2 separate regions of the Mus musculus genome follow, and region 1 is linked to region 2. A link is a contact called in public Micro-C data. All regions are on one chromosome and are shown on one strand. Each heading gives the region's core, a stretch centred on a gene start, on an enhancer-like site or on the middle of the called end of the contact. The rest is flanking DNA. Distances are from core to core; before and after follow the strand shown. Region 1 overlaps Zeb2 (zinc finger E-box binding homeobox 2). Region 2 overlaps Zeb2 (zinc finger E-box binding homeobox 2).

Region 1 (2,969 bases), core at 142-2,641, 100 kb after region 2:
AAACCTGATATTCTTTCATTTAAGCAATGTAGCTATTGCTGGTTTTTATGTGGAATGTGTCTTGTTGTCATGGAAAATCGTTCTGGGTAATTACGTACTCTCAAAAGAAAGAAATCACTTTACTGGAGACTTAGATTCATGCCTTCCTTTAGGTTAAGTTGAGTAAACTGACCAACTCTGTATTCGTTATATGATAGAAGGAATACCTTCATACAAATGAGATGTAAAAAATTAACTTCAAAGAATTCAAGTTAAGAATTCAACCTTTCCCAGTTTATACTACAACAAAAGTAAAAATGATTCCCGGATACACAAAGATGGAGAAGAAGCCCAAAATGGGAGTTATACTAGAATGGATTCTTTGACCTATTGATTGAGAAGTTATCTGAGTAGTAATTTTGTAGTTAAAATAGGAGAAGTAACTCGAATATGTACAGTAATGGTCCTGTCTCACCTTCTTTACCAGAATGGCAGCTTCAAGTCTCAGTGTTTCAACCCAGCTCGGTAAGGGAAATAACTGCAAGCAAGGGTGAACCATTCTGATGACTGCATCCCTCAGTCAAAAAATGAAAGCAAAGTTTCAGTCAGGTCTTTTTGGACATGTTTTCTCCTCCCTACACTATATGTCAGAGTCCTTGCTTTCCTGAGTCTGGCTTCTGAAAGCCCACAGTAATGTCTAAGCAGGTCTGCGGTGCCCCCTGTTCCTGGGCATGGCTTTATCAGCGCTCATACTTTCTTGGGTCACAAACACCACGGTTATCTGAGGAAACATAGGTCATCTTCCTTCTCCTTTCTCTGTTCAGCTCCTGTAACTTTCCTCTCAGAAGCCTTTAAAAAAAAAAAATCGGCAGCTACTGTTGCTCAGAAGAGACAAAGTTTAACTTCTGGGTTGGCAATTGGAGAATAATTCATGAGCAGATTTCTAGCAAATGATATGATTTGTTAAATTTTGGTCTTTGATTTATATTTATGTACTCCTGCTACTGCTATAAGGTGGTGCCAGCCTCAATTAGATCATGAATGAGATCATTTTAATTCAGCCCCAAACTGTGACCTGACCATGCTCCGAAAGTGTTCAAAAAGTAATTGTAAGCCTCCTTTTGCTTTGAAAAGGAATACTGCATGCTTGGTCGTTCATACAAATAACATAAAACTTAATTATTGGATGATTTGGCAGAGCATCTTCTTGCCAAACAACAGTCAATGCCAGCTACTGTGACTCTGGCGCTGGGCAGGCCCCAGCCCACAGCCCCCTTGTGTATGGGTGTTTGTTCATTGTGTCTTAGGGCAAGATATTTCAAATGGGATTCATGGATCTAGGACGCAGGGTGTAACCCAAAGGGTGTACTGTATTTATAACTCCAGTTAAAAAATGCTGTCTCACCTAGAAGGGAAGTAGATCTGCGCTGTCAAATCACCAGGAGGCTGTGACAAAGGGAGCTTGCAGCCTGACACACGGTGTAACGACATAGCAAACACCTTTAATTCTGTCATGTCTCATACCCTTTACTTTCTCACACATTTATGGCTGCTCGAACGTTGACACCTACACGCTCTTTGAAACTAAAAAAGGCGATCTTATTTAAGCCCAAATGCAACACCTGTAAAGTTATTCTTGTGCCCAACAACAACAACAAAAAAAATAACCATTAACCCCTTCCTCATAAAAACCTCTCTGCTTGCTTTGGAAAGTCTCAAGCTGCTGCCCGAGGGCCTGACTCTGAGGTTCACATGACCTCTCTAGCTTTGACAGATAGGCAAGACCTTCCCACTGCCATGATGCTAGGACTGAGATAATGTAACTGTCCGATTGGCCTTTGCAGCTTTTCAAGTTGAAGCCCCTTTCTTCCTCACAAACTTCTGGTATCTCTCACAGTAAGGAGAGAGAGAGAGAGAGAGAGAGAGAGACCCCGACTGCTTCATCCCCTCTAGCAACCCAAGTCTAATATTTTAAAAGCTAGAAATGAAAATAGCTTTTCTAAAGATATTTCTTGGAATATTTAATGTGCTGTCTTGACTCGCCTTTCTCTATCTTTTTTTTTTCCTTGCCAATTATAAACCACCATTTGGAGGGCTTATGAGCAATGTAAGTCCACCTCATCTAATTAAACCACATTGTTTTAAAAGCTTGAACAGTTTTCATGTCTACAAGACTTGTCTGAATAATAAACTGCGAGAGCCAGGATTCTGAGTGTCTTTGGAGAGCCAGGATTTCATATGCTGACTGCAAAGGGCCAGGCACTCAAAGAGTTAACCCACATTGCTGGGTAGGTTAATATCACAGCTGCCTGGTACCTCACTTAACAAAAGCCTCCTTTTGCAAACAGACCCCCCCCCCCAGTGTCCAAAGGTGTTTACTGAAGTAAATCTGCCTAAATCCTTCATTGCTTGAGTCATGGGGGTGGATAGGAGAGTGGATAGGAGGGGTGGAAGGTGCGCAGCTAATCTCTGTTTGTAAATTCTGTAAATCTTCTGGGAAAATGGTGGTGAATTAGGAATCTGTGTCACATGTCATGTGCAATTCTTAATGTGTCCATTCCTGCTGCTCTCAGAAGTGACGTCTACCACATAGGTGTTGGAACAGCTACTCAATGCCCAAACAGTCCTCTCTTCTATTGCAAAGCTTGTATGTCTAAAGTTATGTGTGTGTGTGTGTGTGTGTGTGTGTGTGTGTGTGTGTGTGTGTACTGTATGTGATCTAATTGTTGAGGAAGAACTGTTAGTATCTTAAAAGTGGTTAGAAGGGGGCGGGGGAGGGGGGGGGGAGACAAGCCGGTTCTGTAGCAAGATAATATCCTGAAAAGTTGTCACAAGATGGACCTGCGATTGCTGTGGTCTTGTTCTGGTGTCTTCAACTGCATGCTACTTTTGCATGTTGAAAATGGAGGCAAATAACACAGGAAAAGCTGACAGGTCCGCCTACGAGGGTTTAAACAATCCCCAGCAAGAAGGAGCCCTTTAGGCATAAA
Region 2 (3,124 bases), core at 461-2,960:
GTGGAGACCCCATTGATTCTACCAATTCAACTAGTTCTTTGAATAGCATCCAATTTGGTAATAAAATGCTTGGCAGAGCTATCAAACTATGTATAAAGCAGAAATCTCAGCGGTAGGATGTGGGTTTATGATGTATAGCTATCAGGAGTCAAGAAATGGTTAGCATATGCAAGTTCCTGTCCAATTTTCTCCCACTTTTTCTTGTAAGTTTAGGTATCAAAAAAAAAATGAATATCTTTCTGAAATTGCAGCCCAAATATCTCCAGGTCAAAGTTATACGGTTTTGTAAAAGTCTCTAGATTTAGCAGAAAACACAAATCAAAGCCCTTGTGAATTGTAAGAAGGATAAGCATTTATAGGATACCATAAGACTCTCCAAGACTCCTAGAGCTTATGAAATAAAGGGGTAAGCCCACAACACTCCACCCGGGACTGTGTACACTGAAAAGGTCTCCACAATCTTCTCTAGTAGGAAAGAATGCAATGCAGCGACCCCCCTGTGACTCACCACTGTGAATTCTCAGGTGTTCTTTCAGGTGGTGCTTGTACTTGAAGGCCTTGCCACACTCCGTGCACTTGAACTTGCGGTTACCTGCTCCTTGGGTTAGCATTTGGTGCTGTAAAAGGAGAAAAATGGCCGTCATCTTTGTTCAGGAGGCACAAAGGAGCTTGCTTAGGAATCTTTCCCAAGACCTCTTTTTTAGACAGGCTGAGAGGTCTGAGTTCATGCTTATTTATCTGGTCAGACTTTCAGAGTTGCAATAAAAGTGGTAATGCTGGTAATAAAATGGGAATTTTTCTCTTTTAAGAAAGTGCTTCCCGTGCACGTCGGACCCTTGCTTCACAATTACGCCTGACATCTTTTTTCTACAGCATTTCTTTGACCCTTGAGATGAGAAGTATGATTGTAGAGATGCTCATGGCTCCTTTTGGTTTAGTGCAGAATCTGAACCCTAAAGGCTTCCTTTCAAAACACGGCTGGCTTGAGGAGGAAAAAAATACTTTCCTGAAAATTATAAAATTGTTCTTTTCTTTTAACCCACACTTAAAACAAATTTTTGTGAAGTTTTCTGTTTCCAGGTAAAAGTGTAAACTAAATCAAACTGAAATTTAAAGAAATGGAGACCTCTCCCCACCCCCAAATAAAAGACAAAATCAAAAAAAAAAAAAACCCTTTGACTATAAATATTTGGTATGCCTGTTTAAATATCCCATTCACTGTGCTACTGGCCCATGTTAACTGTGTTTTTCTTAGGTGCTGCCTATCAGATTTGATTCATTATCAAATAAGAGACAACATCTTGGGTTATGTCTGCTTGAACAGCTTTATCACAAGTCAGTAGGAAAGACTTCAATGACATTTCATTTTCCGTTTTAGTAGTGTGCAAGAACCAACAGAAAAAAAAAAGTTTGCTGAAAAGACAAGTTAGAGGCAGCACAGATACCATCCAACACCGCTGACCTTTTTGAACAAGGGGGAAACGCAGTGTGACTTGAAATTCTAAGGGGGAAAAAAAAAAACAACAACCCAACAGTCATCCACTCTGGATGCTCAAGGTAGGAGGCCAGCCTTTTTCTGCAGCAATGACACAAAAGCCTTTTGCAAAAAGACAGCCCAGAAACGGTGTGACAACTGCTAGGGTGTGCTGAATCTTCCCACATTCCTAGTGAGACAGATGGTGTTACATGGGACACAGGGAGGTTTGTTCAAACAGCAGCAACCTTCAAAGATCAAGCGGAGCCCAACCCGCCGAGCGCCATTGAGGGACCAGTGCTCATATGTTGCCGAGTTGCATAAACAAACAGCAACAGCTGCTTTGTCTCCCCCACAGCCCTCAGAGGACTACTATAAACTTTAGTTGTGCCACTGTTAATATGATACAATCATTTTAATTTACTAATTGTAAATGCCATGAGCAAATGAGGGGACTTTTCAACACCAAAGCTACCATTCATAATGCGCCAACACAATCACACTTCTGCATGTGAAATTTAAAGCAGTTATACTAGATAAATATCTAGGCTTTTTTTTTTTCCTAGAGTTTTTTTGTGCATAGAAGCATGAGAAGATAAACTGTTACAAAAGTGTAACTGCACAAGCGTATTACTTATAGCTGATCTTTGGAAAACATTCAACTCACAAGTCCAATCAGAAACAAATGGTGTGATAATGTGATATAGTGCCTTAAATAGTAAAAATTTGTAACACAGTATTGCCATTCTTGCTTAATTGAGTTTGTGTCTTCTTTTCCTTATTCAAAGACAATAAGGCCTATGAGGACAAATCGGAGTTTTATAGAGAATGTCATATTTAACCATCTCAAAAATATATAATATCAAAGTTCATTTAGGGGCAATTCTGTATCTGTAGGACCAGTTATTGTGACTTATGAAACACCATTACTGTGACCACCCAACACATCATAATATCAATTTGCACAGTCAATTCTCCCAGGAGGATAGAAAGAGCAGTTTTGCTGAAACATTTAAGAGATGCTGTGAATTAGCCCTACTCAGTCATTTCAAGGATTTAAGACCCTATTCCTACCTTTCCAAGCCAGAGTTCTTATTTTTAAAACAAGTAGGCTAAAAGAGGCAGAACAATTTTGGCATTTAACTACAAGCATGTATATTGAGATGGAGTCATTTTAATTATAACCAATGTTTTTTATCATTTATCACTTTTCCAATTTATTATGTGTATATGCATATAACTTATATGGCCTTTCTATCTCCTTAAAAACATATTTCATAAATTAGTAAGCTTGTAAAGTATTCTAAGTAATTTAAAAGTGTTTCGTGACAAATGAGAGAAATATGCACTTCTTTTGCTATGTATTAGGTCCTATATAAAAAAAAATGCCTAAGCAAAACTAGGTGAAAAATGGAATTAAAATTGCTGAGATGTTTAATAATGTATAATTAAAATGCTACAATTTCATTCACTTTTTGTGGAACATAAAAATGAAACTAAAGTCAAGTTAAAGTGCAAATAAAATTTCTAAATTAGAAATTAACACACTCATTCGATCGTGAACATAAGACTATTAAATCATATTAGAAGAGACCATCAAAAAATCATTTAGACCTCAATTAAAGCTATTACCATTAAAAGATCTGCATC

What was found. Hi-C and Micro-C count contacts between places; a contact is called where the count stands out from the background.
Region 1: a contact with region 2 is called in a Micro-C map of muscle stem cells, with 7 times the contacts expected there. The contact joins two enhancer-like sites. A contact is called at or near these places in 24 of 484 Hi-C or Micro-C datasets (the 3T3-L1 cell line, the C2C12 cell line, the HPC-7 cell line and 18 more), 6 of 115 datasets of contacts at active chromatin or transcription factors (PVALB interneurons, fetal liver, heart atrium and 3 more) and 3 of 9 other capture datasets (adipose tissue, liver and pancreatic islet).

Annotation. Positions count from the first base shown.
Region 1 is chr2:45,099,485-45,102,453 of GRCm38.p6, forward strand. All of the region lies in intron 2 of Zeb2 (zinc finger E-box binding homeobox 2), which reads right to left. Among named protein-coding and RNA genes, the nearest start is that of Zeb2os, 10 kb to the right of the region's middle. Within about 2 kb of position 1,392, at least 55 of the 459 cell types and tissues checked have an H3K27ac peak or open chromatin away from gene starts, as enhancers often do. A contact at or near this core is called in cerebral cortex and muscle stem cells, where this site is marked.
Region 2 is chr2:44,998,376-45,001,499 of GRCm38.p6, forward strand. It overlaps Zeb2 (zinc finger E-box binding homeobox 2), which reads right to left. Exons shown (of 10, transcript NM_015753.4): 7 at 509-617. Among named protein-coding and RNA genes, the nearest start is that of Mir5129, 23 kb to the right of the region's middle. Within about 2 kb of position 1,711, at least 43 of the 459 cell types and tissues checked have an H3K27ac peak or open chromatin away from gene starts, as enhancers often do. A contact at or near this core is called in cerebral cortex and muscle stem cells, where this site is marked.